Regions from separate parts of the Hordeum vulgare genome. Here region 2 is linked to region 1. The links are chromatin contacts, called in public Hi-C maps. All regions are on one chromosome and are shown on one strand. Each heading gives the region's core, a stretch centred on a gene start, on an enhancer-like site or on the middle of the called end of the contact. The rest is flanking DNA. Distances are from core to core; before and after follow the strand shown.

Region 1 (7,102 bases), core at 1,863-4,362:
TAGTTCCGGATGCTTGCGAGAGGGGTTAATCATAAGTGGGATGCTTGTCCAAGTAAGGGCAGTACCCAAGCGCCGGTCCACCCACATATCAAACTATTAAAGTAACGAACGCGAATCATATGAACATGATGAAACTAGCATGACAGAAATTCCCATGTGTCCTCGGGAGCGTTTTTTCTCCTATAAGACTTTGTCCAGGCTTGTCCCTTGCTACAAAAGGGATTGGGCCACTTTGCTGCATCGTTGCTACTTTTGTTACTTGTTGCTTGCTACGAATCATCTCACCACACAATCACTTGTTACCGACAATTTCAGTGCGTGCAGATTTTACCTTGCTGAAAACCACTTGTCAGATCCTTCTGCTCCTCGTGGGTTCGACACTCTTACTTACCGAAAGGACTACGATTGATCCCCTATACTTGTGGGTCATCAATACCAAATTCACATGATTACTTAAAACAAGACTTATCCCATGTCCTCAAGAACAAATATAACTACTCACAAAGCATATTCATGTTCATAGTCAAAGGAGTATTAATAATCATTAAGTATCTGAACATATACTCTTGCACCAAATAAACCAACTAGCATCAACTACAAGGAGTAATCAACACTACTAGCAACCCACATGTACCAATCTGAGGTGAACTAGGGTTTGGAGAGGGGATGGTGCTGATGGAGATGTTGATGGAGATTGCCCTCCTCTCGATGAGAGGATCGTTGGTGATGACGATGGCTTCAATTTCCCGCTCCGGGAGGAAAGTTTCCCCGGTGGAATAGCTCCGCGCGCGGGAGCTCTAGATTGGTTATGTCGAAGTTCCGCCTCGAGACGGCGGCGTCTCGTCCCGAAAGGTCTGATATGATTTTTTCTAGTTCAAAACCCTTCATGTAGTAGAAGATGGGCATCGGAGGCCTGCCAGGGGGGCCACAAGCCTGCAGGGCATGGCCAGGGGGGTAGGTCGCGCCCCCTGGCTTGTGACCTCCTGGTGGGTCCCCTCCGGTATTTCTTTCGCCCATTATTTTTTACATATTCCAAAACAATTCTCCGTAACTTTTCAGGACTTTTGGAGCTGTGCAGAATAGGTCTCTCAGATTTGCTCCTTTTCCAATTCAGAATTCCAGCTGTCGGCATTCTCCCTCTTCATGTAAATCTTGTAAAATAATTGAGAAAAGGCATAAGTATTGTACCATAATGTGTATTAACAGCCCATAATGCAATAAAATTTATATAAAAGCATGATGCAAAATGGACGTATCAAGGGGGCGGAGAATGTCATCGCTGATGCCATGTCGGAGGAGAAAGTTTAGTGTGTCGATAACGAGGACGTAGAGCATAGAAGAGATTGGGTCGCCCTGGCGTAATCCTTTGGCATGGTTGATCAATGGTCCGTGGCGGCCGTTGATCATTACGCGGGTCTTGGCAGAGGATATGAGGATTGAGATCCACTCGCACCAACAGGGCCTGAAAAGGATTGAGATCCACTCGCACCAACAGGGCCCGAAGCCAAGATGCTAGAGGACTTGGAGAAGGAAGGGCCAAGACATAGAGTCGGAGGCGCGTGCTATGTCTAGCTTGAGCAGTGCCCGGTGGGCTCCCATGTGGTGCAATTGTCTCGCCGTATGCTGCACAAGGAAGAAGTTGTCATGGATGCTCCGGCCAGCCACAAAACAGCTCTGGTTCGAGGGTACGAGCTCACCGAGGCGTGGGGCGAGCCATACGAATAGCACCTTCGCGAAGAGTTTGGCAAAGAGGTGTATGAGGTTGATAGGCCGGTAGTCAAAGAGGATAGTGGCGTCGGGTTTCTTGGGCAAGAGGGTAAGCAGTGCCTTGTTCAGCTTCTGGAATCCACGGCCGTTCATGACGAACAATTTGCCGAATGCCTCACAGAAGTCGTCCTTGATGATCGGCCAGCATGCACGAAGGAACTCGACCGTGAATCCGTTGGGGCGAGGCGCCTTTCCGGTGGGTAGTTGTTTGACCATGGTTAACTGAAGGATGACCTTGTGTCCTCAAAAGATAGACTAGGAATTATTTTTCTTGTCTTGTACTTTAAGTTGATCATGTATTTCTGTATATATATATGCCCATGAGGATGAAGCAATAAACATCGATTCCACCAATCTCCCCGTGTCCCTTCTAACATTGAAGTGTCCCTATATTTTCAGTACTCTCCTCGCATTCCTTCCACAAATCTTGTCAAATATTTGGCAAACCAACGATAAAGGTATGTCTAGTCATCAATTAGCCAATGGCCGGCAAAAAATGGTAGACCATGTTATGGCATGAACCTGAACCGAAAATACCGACCAATGAAGCGTTCTCAATCTCACCTCATTACAGAGAAACACCTCTGTCGTGGGTTACAAGGAAGGGTTTATCGTCAACGGAGTACATCAGTGTCCGGGGGAGATTAAATGGAATGGAAGAGAAAAGAGCTAGAGAAGTTTGCATACAAGTACGTAGTAGATATGCAAACCTCTTGAACCTTCTATTTATATCTCTCCTGGTTCCTGGTTATAAACACTACGATCGTTCACCTCGTGGCCACGGTCCATCGAGTAGCAGCAGCGCCTCGACCATGGCCGCGCGCGTCCGTCCCGGCAGCTCGCTCGACAGCAACAGCGCCGTCGCCGCCGGTTTCACCGGAAAAGCAGAGCCGTCTCCGCCCGCCCAGTGTTTCGGGCACGTCGTGGAGGCGATGCACTTCGCCGTGGACCGCATCCGCGCGTATGAAGGGCTGCCCCCTGTCCGCTCGGCGCAGGAGGCCGCGCGTTTCGGTCCCCGGGGCGGCTGCCAGTGCTACCCCGTGACGGCCGTGTTCCCCGCGGGCCCTGGCCGCGGCCGTCCCGCCGGCATCGGAGAGGAGGCAAGGTGGGCCGGCTGGCTGCCGTGGTAGACGAACGGAGTAGTCATTCTGAGTAGTGAACGGAGTATATAGCTTGCTTTCGATTAACTGTACGAGTTTAGTACAAAGACAATTAATACGTCCTGAATCTGCGGTTTGTTCGGTGTTCTGTATTTTGTGGCTGTTCTCACAAACCTTCTCCATGCACGTCAGACTCTTTTGGATTCAGGTCCTGATGGGCCGTGGTGTATTATTAGTTTTTGCTGTGCCATTGGAAATGATGTGTAAACTGCGCGCAAGCCGCAAGGTAACCACGGGCCGATTAAGTTGGACCTTGCCTGCTCACGGAAAAAGTGCATTTGGTCCTCAAAAGGAAGTAGGCACTCGTCCGGACGCAGCGTTTTGGCTCTCGGGTGCTTCCTCACCCAAAGAGTAAATTTGTTTAAAATAGTGAACATTTTCAATCTCAAAAATGATAATTAGTAAACATATTTAAAAAATCTGATTTTTTTGTGATACTAGATGCTCATGTGCGGTCTAAACTTGTGGAGTTTGGACAATTTAGTAGCTCTCAGAAAAAAGATAAATTTTAGGACTATGAAACTTTACTGTTTTGATCTTATCTTTTTTTACCATGAGCTCCTCATATGTCGAACAAGCTGAAATTTGGCATGAACATCACGCAATGAAAACAAAAATCACATAAAAATTCAGATTTTTTTGACTTTTTTTGTAATTTGTTTGAATTTACTACTAGCGGATACATATGAGCCTGGGAAACAAATTAAATATCTATGAGTGGTTATTCCTTCTCCTTCCAAAATCTGACCCGTCCCACCTTCTCAGGCGTTGACAAGTGATGTTGTATGTGCGTCACTTGTCATAACCTGAAAGTTTATTTCCTGTGAATTTATTTATTTGAAATATTTTTTCTCTTGATTCGTGGGTCCAAATCTTAAATCATTTTCACCGTTGAATTTCTCACATTGAAATCTTCGAAAATAGATCTCGTGTTAATTGGTTTTAACAGCTGTTTTCATGAATAGCAAAAGGGCCCGTGCGTTGCAACGGGAGAAAAAAATACCACACGCTTTTAATCTTTTTATAATTATTTTGATTTATTAAAATAATAAGCTAACTAACTAATGTATAGTCAGTTCTATCCTATTTTGTTGAGAAATCAACCCGTCCATTGTTAATTCCATCATGATGAGAAATTGAGCGGGACAAGCAAAGCAAAACAAAGAGGCTACATGAATTGATCAATGGACTGTTATCTTATTTCACTCATGGGGTAGAGAATGTGGGATCAGATGACAAACTGAAGGTGTTGTTCCGTTCTCTATCTCTACAACAATACAATCTTACATTCAATACATTCATTCATCAGCAAACAAATCCCCACAAAACAAAATTTCTTGCCGGTGCTTGGCACACGGTTGGAGGCATGGGGAGGGGATCTCACCAGATGATGAGTTCCTGCCGGAGGAGGGGATACGACGAGGGGAGCAAGGGTTAGGCGCCTCTATATGGCCATAAGGAGTCGTCGTTGCCGCGCCATAACCTTGGAGTTTCCCGTGTGAGCCATGGAGGCCCGCCTCCACCTGCAAGTACTTCGCTGCGCCGCGCCGCCGCCGTTCTGCATCGAGCAGACGCATCATCCCCAGTCACTGTAGCTCTCGCGTTGATTTGATCCAGAAGCTGTGCTCGAGCGTCGAAACGGGGGCAGCAAGTGGGCAGAGGTACGGCCGCGGAGGCGGATGCGTTGAGATCGACAACAGTGGTGGTTGAGGTCGGCCGCGGCAGCGAGTGGTGTGGCAGCGGCCTAGGCACACGCCAGGGTGGACCAGGGTCGACGCGATGCGCTCGAGCGCCGCAACAGGGGCAGTGAGCGGGGAGAGGTACGGCCGCGGAGGTGGGTGGGTTGAGATCGGTTGCGGTGGCGGTTGAGGTCGGCCGCGGCGGCGAGTGGTGCGGCGGCGGCCTGGGCACAGGCCAGGGTGGCCCAGGGTCGACGGGAGGAGGCGATGCGTATGGGTATAATTTTTGCAGCGAATCGTTTTTTCCTTTTACGTTGCAGATAAATGATGGAGTGCAGGTTAAATAACAAAAATTACAGGGGCTTTTTTATAAAACCCCACGGTGGGTTTTTCGACAAAAGCAATAGCCTCTTTATTATTATGTATAGATAAATAGGAAACAAGAAAAAGTAAAAGTAGATTAACAAACCTACAACCGACAAAAATGAATTGCAGAAAAAATGGAAGACAAAAATCGAAGCCACGTTTTTTCTACTTTTTCCCCTTTCAGGAAGCACGGTTGTGCTTTTCGTTGGAGCAAATCTAGATCTTCATGAAAAGCAAATACGTTCTACTCGCAGAAGCAGGCCTGTGCCTCCATAAGAAGCAAATATCTGCTTTTCATGGAGCACACTTTTTTTCAAACAACACATCGGTGCTTCTTTCAAAAGCAAAATGAGCCTTTACAAGAAGTCAATGCTTCTCGTAAAAGCGCAGTTTTTTTCTCTTTTCGAGAAGCTCAATTGTGATTCTTTCCGAGAAAAAAACATTGTGTTTTTCGTGAAAGCAAATTTGTGCCTACGCGTGAAGGAAATCTATGCTTCTTATCAATGCACATTTTTTCTGTGCAAATAAAATTTACATTTTTTTCTCCAAATCATAGGAAAATTAGATGAAGACCAAAAAAGCAAATAAACCATAAATAACCCATCAAAACCTGAAAATGAGTAACAAAAATAAAAATATCAAATCTAGAGGAAGCGTCCAGCAAACGAATTTTCTCACGGTCACGGTTGGACGAATCACCGGGCGTGCTACCAAAGCAAAAGTGATCCCTGTAGGTCCCCCACAAGAGGTAACCTTGAGTTGGTTGTTCTCTTCTCCTTCTATCACAGAAGAGATCTCTTAGTATGGAGTGCGTTCATCAAATAAACATGGCTTTGCATAAGCCATGACAAATTTTTTTTGAACAACACATCGGTGCTTCTTTCATGGAGCACACTTTTTTCATGGCCATAAGAAGCAAATATCTGCTTTTCATGGAGCACACTTTTTTTCAAACAACACATCGGTGCTTCTTTCAAAAGCAAAGTGAGCCTTTACAAGAAGTCAATGCTTCTCGTAAAAGCGCAGTTTTTTTCTCTTTTCGAGAAGCTCAATTGTGATTCTTTCCAAGAAAAAAACATTGTGTTTCTCGTGGAAGCAAATTTGTGCCTACGCGTGAAGGAAATCTATGCTTCTTATCAATGCACATTTTTTCTGTGCAAATAAAATTTACATTTTTTTCTCCAAATCACAGGAAAATTAGATGAAGACCAAAAAAGCAAATAATCCGTAAATAACCCATCAAAACCTGAAAATGAGTAACAAAAATAAAAATATCAAATCTAGAGGAAGCGTCCAGCAAACGAATTTTCTCACGATCACGGTTGGACGAATCACCGGGCGTGCTACCAAAGCAAAAGTGATTCCTGTAGGTCCCCCACAAGAGGTAACCTTGAGTTGGTTGTTCTCTTCTCCTTCTATCACAGAAGAGATCTCTTAGTATGGAGTGCGTTCATCAAATAAACATGGCTTTGCATAAGCCATGACAATTTGGCCGACCCAATATGGCCCGCATATGGTTATTTATCTTTGTTTTTTTTTTGAATTTTTACCCAAAACATCATTTTTGTTTGTAGTAGCTAGATATTTGAAGACCAATAAAAAGCTAAAATGCAAATTACAAAATCGTCAAGTCTTTTTTTATAAATAAAAAGTACAATTTATTTAAAAAAATCATTGTAAAAAAATGCATGCCGTGTATAAAAATATTCATCATATAGAAAATGTTCATTGTATATAAAAAAAATCAATGTAAAAAAAGTTCATCGTATATATAAAACTGTTTTGTGTGTATCTGAAAAAAAATCATCGCATTAAATCAGGTTCAATGTTCATTTGAAAAAAATGTTCATCATGTATTGCAAAACAATATAAATCAAGATTTGTTTAAATCATAAACAAAAGCAGATCCGAGAAAAGGAAAAAAGAAAACTAAAGGGAAAAACCTGTTAGGATCTTCACGTCCGAGGGTGGCCCGATTTTCACATCTTAGGATCAAATCGAAAGGTATAACTAGCTGCAAGCACTCGGGAAAACTAGCTTTATACCCGCCAAAGTTGGATGCAGCCCGTACGTTGGGGATGGCTGACCTGAGCTACAAGAACTTTAACCCGATGACCTAACAATTGCAAA
Region 2 (7,716 bases), core at 3,720-6,219, 460 kb before region 1:
TGATGTTGCTACTACTTGGCTATGCTTAATGCTTGTCACTAGGGCCCGAGTGCCATGATTTCAGATCTGAACCTATTATGTTGTCGCCAATATATGTGTGTTTTAGATCCTATCTTGCAAGTTGTAGTCACCTACTATGCGTTATGACCCGGCAACCCCGGAGTGACAATAGCCGGAACCACTCCCGGAGATGACCATAGTATGAGGAGTTCATGTATTCACCGCGTGTTAATGTGTTGCTCCGGTACTTTATTAAAAGGAGAACCTTAATATCCCGTAGTTTCCATTAGGACCCCGCTGCCATGGGAAGGATGGACAATAGATGTCATGCAAGTTCTTTTCCCTAAGCACGTATGAGTACATACGGAATACATGCCTACATTAGATTGACGAACGTGAGCTAGTTACATATCTCTCCGTGTTATAGCTGTTACATGATGAATCACATCCGTCATACTCATCCATCACCGATCCACTGCCTATGAGTCTTTTACTACTGGTCCTTCCTACGTTACTTTGTCTAGGCTTGTCCCTTGCTACAAAAGGGATTGGGCCACTTTGCTGCTGCTACTGTTGCTACTTCTGTTACTCTGTTGTTACTTGCTGCTGCTGTCACTACTGATGTTACTTTGCTGCTACTTGTTGCAAGACTTTTCTGGAGCCGTTGCCTGGGAAGAATAGTTCCCCGTCCACGTGCTCTTTACTGGTGCCATTGATACAATAGTTAGGAATAGTCTGTCGTCAACAGATCGTTTCTGGCACCGTTGTTATCATACCACTTTGCTACTGATACTTTGCTTGCAGACACTAATCTTTCAGGTGTGGTTGAATCTGACGAACTCAGCTGCTAATAGTTGAGAATATTCTTTCGCTTCCCTTGTGTGAACCAACAAATTTGGGTTGAATACTCTATCCTCGAAAACTTCTGCGATCTCATACGCTTATGGGTTATCACTACCTCAGTGGGATGTTCCCGATAACTCCTCGTTGACACTTGCGCTTGAGCATGACCCTACCTTCCTATGAGGGTTGTGCGGGTGAGAAGTAGTTGGGTTGCTAGTAGATGCTACGCAATGGGATGGGAACGTGCATGGTGACGATAAAAGAAAGTGATTTCAAAGGTTTTATGAAATCCCGTCGGGTGCCATTAATGTCGAGGGAGATGGTGTGAGATGAGAACAAACTACCGAGGCTAGTGACTGTGTGGCTTTCGAAAGCAAATTGGTTTAAGTTGCGACTGTTAGTCCAACCTTACATGTACAACCACGATACCCCATATGGGACGAGGCTTTGTTGATTACTATGGTTGGTGCTAGTAAAGAGCCTACATTACTAGTGGCAGGAGTGACGTGGTCACTCCCAAGAAAGAGCGACCATGGGTTGTTTTCACACACAGCGAGGACACCGTTGCGTACCCTCGTGGATGATACGTGTGATGTACATAACGAGGGATTGTCGCCAACTAGTGGTCTCTTTGCTAGTATCGTCATGGGAAAGGTAATGTTCGGGTACTTACCTTGTGTATGAGAAATACCGCGAGTCATGTCTTGACACGTAAGTTTTCCGAGTCTTGTGGATAAAGTGTGCAACATATGTTGAGTATAAAACTATTCAAATAGTCGTGTTCACAGTCAAGGACATTTGAATGACCGCTCTTGGACTACGTCCATGTTTACCAAACAGTGTGCGTGTGTAAGAAAGATGGTCACGTGAGAAACATGATACCCGAGCTAAGTTGGACAACTTGGCATGATGGGTGAACATGGGTTGTTGAGCCCTTAGTTGATATTGATATTTGTAACATGTTCACATGGTTATACTTACCTCATGATGCATGCCCGCACGAGAAGTTGATCATGTCATTGCACGAGAAAAAAATCTGCTTTCTGCAAATTATCTATTAGAGTTATATCATGCTTAATTATTGCATTGTCCCACATCATGGGCTACTTCCAAGTACATTTAAAATACTCATTGGCTTGCCACTGTTTATTTATTTGGCTAGGCATGGAAGAGCGGGAATTTATAGAAGAGTTCGTCGGTGACGAACATGCGAACTAGGACGCTTCCGATTCAGAATGCCTGTAGGTTAAGGCAGATGGCATGGATTCACGCTTTTGATCAAGATTTCAACTGCTAGGTATGTTTGTTGTGTCGGCCTTCGAGGCTCTATCTATGTGAGACTTGATGTAATGGTCTTTATTTTGTATCACACGGTATGTAAGGATGTAAGACTCTTGTATTTTAGTTTATGTGTATTCGATGATCATTGATCTTTGGAATCACCGTACACGTGCATTCGATGACCACGGCTTCTGAGTCGAGATCCCCACACGTACGCACACAGATAACTACGTGATCCTAGTTCTACTACCACTAACTCCTAACCTACATGCACGCACAGTCGCACACCGCAACTAGCAGGCATTTAATGCACTAACAAACTAACAACATGCACGCACAACCCGGGCAACACAAACATGTTTGATCTGCACACTCACTTCAACACGCACAACGTGACTGGCCTAGAACAGATCATCAACGACCTACGACTCGACCTACACCTACACGATCGACACAAACGTGAGCACATACTCACGTGCCACCACCGACACGACGTGGTATATTTCTAACAAGGGGAAGACTCTAGAAGTTTCCACCACATTATTCTTGTTTCTTTTTCAGTTGGTTCTTTTATTCTTGTTCTTGTTTCCGTTTTTTTCTTTCTTTAAAAAACATAAAATTTATATAATCCGTGATTAATTTTCAGAACCTCGAACTTTTTTCAAATGTATGAACTTTTTTAAAAAGTGAGGATATTTTTGAAATTTTATGATCATTTTAAGGAATCATTTTATATTTTTGTGGACATACTTCAATTTATTTAAAAAATGAGATTTCATGAAGATTTTTTCAAAATTCTAAAACATGTTTGAATGCACAAAAAATTGTCAAATGAATGATTTATTTTTGATTTCTACCAACATTTTTCATATCATGATTTGTGTTAGAATTTACAAACTTGTTTGAACCAGTAAACTTTTTTTTCAAATTCCCCAATTTTACTCTTATCCGGAAATATATTTTTAAATAGCAAAAAATTGAATCCATTATTTTTTTTGCAATTCCATTATTTTTTAAATGCATGATGTTTTCTAATTCGGTAGCCTACCCCAACTTGTTTGGGACTAAAGGCTTTGTTATTGTTGTTGTTGTTGTTGATGATGATGTTTTCTAATTCGAAAACTATTTTGAATGTGCGAATATTTTCTAAGTAGTCGAACACATTTTTCGTATTCATGAACATGTTCTTCAAATCCACAAACCATAAAAATTGAAGCTGATTTTTTAAGCGAATAACATAGGAATGGAAACCACTAGCTGAGCCGACCAGAGACAGGAGCGAGCAAACCAAGGGTTTGAAGCAAACATGCTAAAAATACATCTAGCCGAATAGGCGATACCGAGCGAAATCCATCTTTTGGCCTCACTTCCGTAACCATGCACACACGTTCTACCTATGAGAAACAACGCTTGAAGCACCGATAAGGGGGTCTCCCTTTAACGACATCATCCAAAGTAGCCCTTTTTTCTTTGGACAAGCCGCTATGGCAACACACAGTTCTCTCCCGTTTTGGTGGCACTTTTGGGCACGACTACTTCTTGCTTATTGCGAGAAGGTAGATCGCCTCGCCTCAGGGGAACCCGTTAGGAGTTGGCACATTACCTTTACTCGTTATTTGTTAGGTCTTTTTTATTTTTGCTTCGCCTTTTGTCTTTATTTTTGAGATATTCTAAATACATATATTTCAAAAATTAATTTACTTAAATTTTTAAACAATGTTATTCACATGTTAAAAAAAGCACATGCATTGTAAACAAAGTCTTTAATCAACTTAAAAAAATCATATCATTAAAAAAAATCATCAGATTTCAGAAATGTTCAAGCATTTCAAAAATATGTTTGTGACATTTACTAAAAATATAATTTAAGAAAAATGAATGTGCAGTTCACTTTGGTTTGTAAAAATTTAGAAAATAATAATTATATGTCGAAAATATGCCCTGAATTTTTTAGACGTTTACAAAATTAAAAATTGCTGCTTTTATTTACAAAATGTTTGGTACCATTAATTTTTTTATGAAATTTAAAAAATGCTCTGACATTTAGCATATGTTTTCTACGTTTAAAAGAAATTCTTCCAGTATGTAAAATGTTCAATGCCTGTTAAATAAGTATGCACCATGTATTCAAAAATGTTTAACATTTGTTTCAGCGTGTTGAATGTGTATCTGAAAAAGGTTGAACATGTATTAGAAAAAAATCAGAGTGCACTTGAAAAATGTTCAATTAATATCTGAAAAATGTTAAACTTATGTATGAAAAATCTTCAATGTGTACTTCAGTAAAAATAGGCATGTATTGGACAAATAAATAATGAAAACTCCAAAAAATAAAACCAATGAAAGTCAAATAGAAAATCGGCATAAAACATTTAGAAAACTAAAAGAAAAAACAAGCAAAAAAAACCCAGAGAAAACCTTTGAAAACCAATAGAAAAGCACACACAAAAAATAAAAAAAGTGAAGCACTCCACTACAAATTTGATGTTAGAATTTTGACCATGAAAAACTGAACATTTTTCACGAGAAATTATATTCTTCGAGAATAGCAAATTTAGTTAACGAGCATGGCAAATCCGTCTCAGTTTATTTTTTTTGTCAGAAAATTATCGTGCTTAAAAACTAAATTTGTCATTCTATCGTGTCAATGTAAATTGCCATGAGAAACGTCATATTTGCCATTCCTAAAAAATCTGACTTCATATTTTCAGTGTTTCCGAAAGTGAATAACCACGTGGAGGTATAAAATCGATACGTACCAGTAAATAGAACCTTTCCGAACCGTGTGACTACACCGGCCCACCAAGAGAAACTGCTTGAGGCCAGGCCATGTTCCGCAGCAGGCGAGATAAAAGCGGACCTTTCGGCACCTCCATCCAGTCCACGCACGACCGACCACACGGTCCACGCGCATCACAGCAGAGCCGAAGCAGCAAACCAACGTGTGGTTGGATGGTTGATAGTGGTTGGATGGTTCCGTGATATTTTCAGCCTAACATGGTTTAAATCCTGATGCTTGCATTATTTTTAAATTTATTTCAAGATTTTCGACGACACGCTTTCAGTGGAAGGAGATGTTTCCGTCGACGACAAGGCGTCTACAATGACTTCGTAAATTTTAAGATGATATACCGGCTTAATCACTCGACGGTGTTCATAACGATAGGGCGTGCGTGAGTGCATTTATCGGATGAGTGTATGCGTGTGCATATAAACACTTGCGTCTGTACTATGTTAAAAAAAAAAGCCGAAGCAGAGTGACAGCAGCAACACGAGACACGCGACACGCTTCTGCTTTCCTCCACCTCGTGACCGCGAGGCGGACAAAAGGCTGGCGTCCGAGACCACCGTCATGGCGACCAGGCCGCCGGTGGAAGGATCATTGGAGCCTTGACCGGTGACCGCCCGTTAATTTCCCCCGGCTGGCTGTCTGCGCACGCACGCGGGCAGGCCGCGAGCGAGCTGTGCGGCCACGAGCGCCTACTGCAGAAGGGATGGGATGGGTCATGGGTGGACGGTGAGTTAATTTGTTACCAGGAAAGGGGCGGAGGCAGCGGGGCGCAGGCGTTGGCACAAGGCTGCCTGCCGGCGCATGCAGACGCAGTCGCAGACACCCCCCGATGCTGCCTGACGACCCGCTCGCTGCACTCTGCTCCGTCGGGGGACGCGCGTACTCGCCCGGCACGGCCACCGCATTCAACGTGCTGTGTCGATCTTTCCATGGGTGGCCGCTGCGCAGTGCTGCAGCGCCCAGGCGTGGCACCGACCGGGCTTAGTTTGTTGCTGTCCCAGTGCGTGTCAGAGCTAGTTGGAGGAAGCCACAGCCACGCACGGCGGCCGGCCGCGTTCACGCTTGTGCCGGAAGCTGGCCACCGCCAGCCGCGCCGCGCGATGATGATCGAGTGGAGAGAGTCGTCGGTGCGCCTTCCGTCAGTTCCACGCGAGCCATCTCCGCGGCCGCCTCGGTCTCCGGCAGTCGCTCGCTCACCCGCTACGATCGGCGCCAGAGAAAAGAGAATAACGGAAAACAGAAAAACAAGAACCCGAAACGGCTACTGCTAAGCTGATAATCTCACAGTGACTCCCAATCCGTATGGCCAAATTAGATACAAGTGGTTTAGTTTTGTTGGGATCTCTTTCTAAGGCTATTTTATAGGATGTGTGTTTGATTGCCTACATTATCCCTAATCAGTCTGGTACGAAAAGAAAAATAATTGTTTGATTGTCTAAGCTGTATCTACATCTCGACCTACACATAATGTAAAGCAGTGCCGAAACAGGCCCGTGAGCTACTGCCGAATCAGCAATTTCTCGACAGTTAGGCTCAGCGCGGCCACGCAAGACTCTTGGTTGCATGCCTCGGGGAGCACGGGAGACGGACGAGACGTTTCATAATTCTCATTCTATCTCGTGTCACCGCCCACGCCTCTGTTCACACCACTCTTCCTCACTTTCGTCACTGTTCGTTGCTCTCCTATTCTATGATAGCTCGTCCGTCACCGTGTTGTCCGCTCACCCCATCAACGTCGACAACTGATGTCTACTACGCAACTTTATTTTTTAGATATTGTTGGGCCTTTAAGTACAGGTTTTTGTAAGACAACATTAAATTTTTCTAAAGTGAATGATCTAAGATTTATCAATCCGTGGAAGGTTTAGGATAAAGATGGTCTTTGTCAAACAATCCTGCAAACAAATACAAGTAATATCTTGTGTCCCCAACACACCAAATGCTTCACACTTTCAGTAATGCAATCTCTTAGTAGTGCTAACATAATTGAATCATATAACCATCCTTCAACGTGGGATAAAGAATCATTTGAAAATTTCTATCTAGCGGAGAACATAAGATGAAATTGTTGTAGGTAAGAAAACCACCTGAAAGGTATCTTTTCCAACCAATCTATTGAGCCATCCCTATAAGTGTCATAAGCACCCCTGTAGTTCGTACTAGAATAACACATGTGATACGCATCAGCCAACTCTAATATCACCTACATACTCCAATGTCATCACAAGTATTCGTGAGTTGATTATTCGACATGCATCAAACAATTTCAGATTCATCATATTGAATCCAACACAAAGAACCTTTAAGAGTACCCCAAAGTTTCTACTGGAGAAAGTAGGACGAAAACATGCATCAACCTATGTGCCTAGATCACCCCAATGTCGCGGGAATCCACAAGTTAGTGACCAAAACATATATCAAGTGAATCAATAGAATACCACATTGTCATCACGGGTATCCGCATACAAGACATATGTAAAGTACTCTCAAATTCAAAGTATTCAATCCAACATAACGAAACCTCAAAGGAAAAAAACTCAATTCATCACAAGATAGAGAGGGAAGAACACTGATACGTCTCCAACGTATCTGTAATTTTTGATTGTTACATGCTATAATATTATCATCTTAGGATACTTATTGGGTGTTTTTATACGAATTAATATTATTTTTGAGCACTAACCTATTAACCCAGCGTCCAGCGCCAATTTATGTTTTCTGTATGTTTTCAGCTTTTCACGTTTACAGTACCAAACGAAGTTAAATTGCCCCGAAACTTTTTTATGATTTTTACCGAACCA

Evidence for each region. Hi-C and Micro-C count contacts between places; a contact is called where the count stands out from the background.
Region 2: a contact with region 1 is called in a Hi-C map of leaf, with 2.9 times the contacts expected there. The contact joins two enhancer-like sites. A contact is called at or near these places in 2 of 6 Hi-C or Micro-C datasets (leaf and seedling).

The regions. Positions count from the first base shown.
Region 1 is chr5H:478,195,816-478,202,917 of MorexV3_pseudomolecules_assembly, reverse strand. No RefSeq gene overlaps it. Among protein-coding and RNA genes, the nearest start is that of LOC123395813, 16 kb to the right of the region's middle. Within about 2 kb of position 3,112, at least 2 of the 3 cell types and tissues checked have open chromatin away from gene starts, as enhancers often do. A contact at or near this core is called in leaf, where this site is marked.
Region 2 is chr5H:478,653,529-478,661,244 of MorexV3_pseudomolecules_assembly, reverse strand. No RefSeq gene overlaps it. Among protein-coding and RNA genes, the nearest start is that of LOC123452422, 26 kb to the left of the region's middle. Within about 2 kb of position 4,969, at least 3 of the 3 cell types and tissues checked have open chromatin away from gene starts, as enhancers often do. A contact at or near this core is called in leaf, where this site is marked.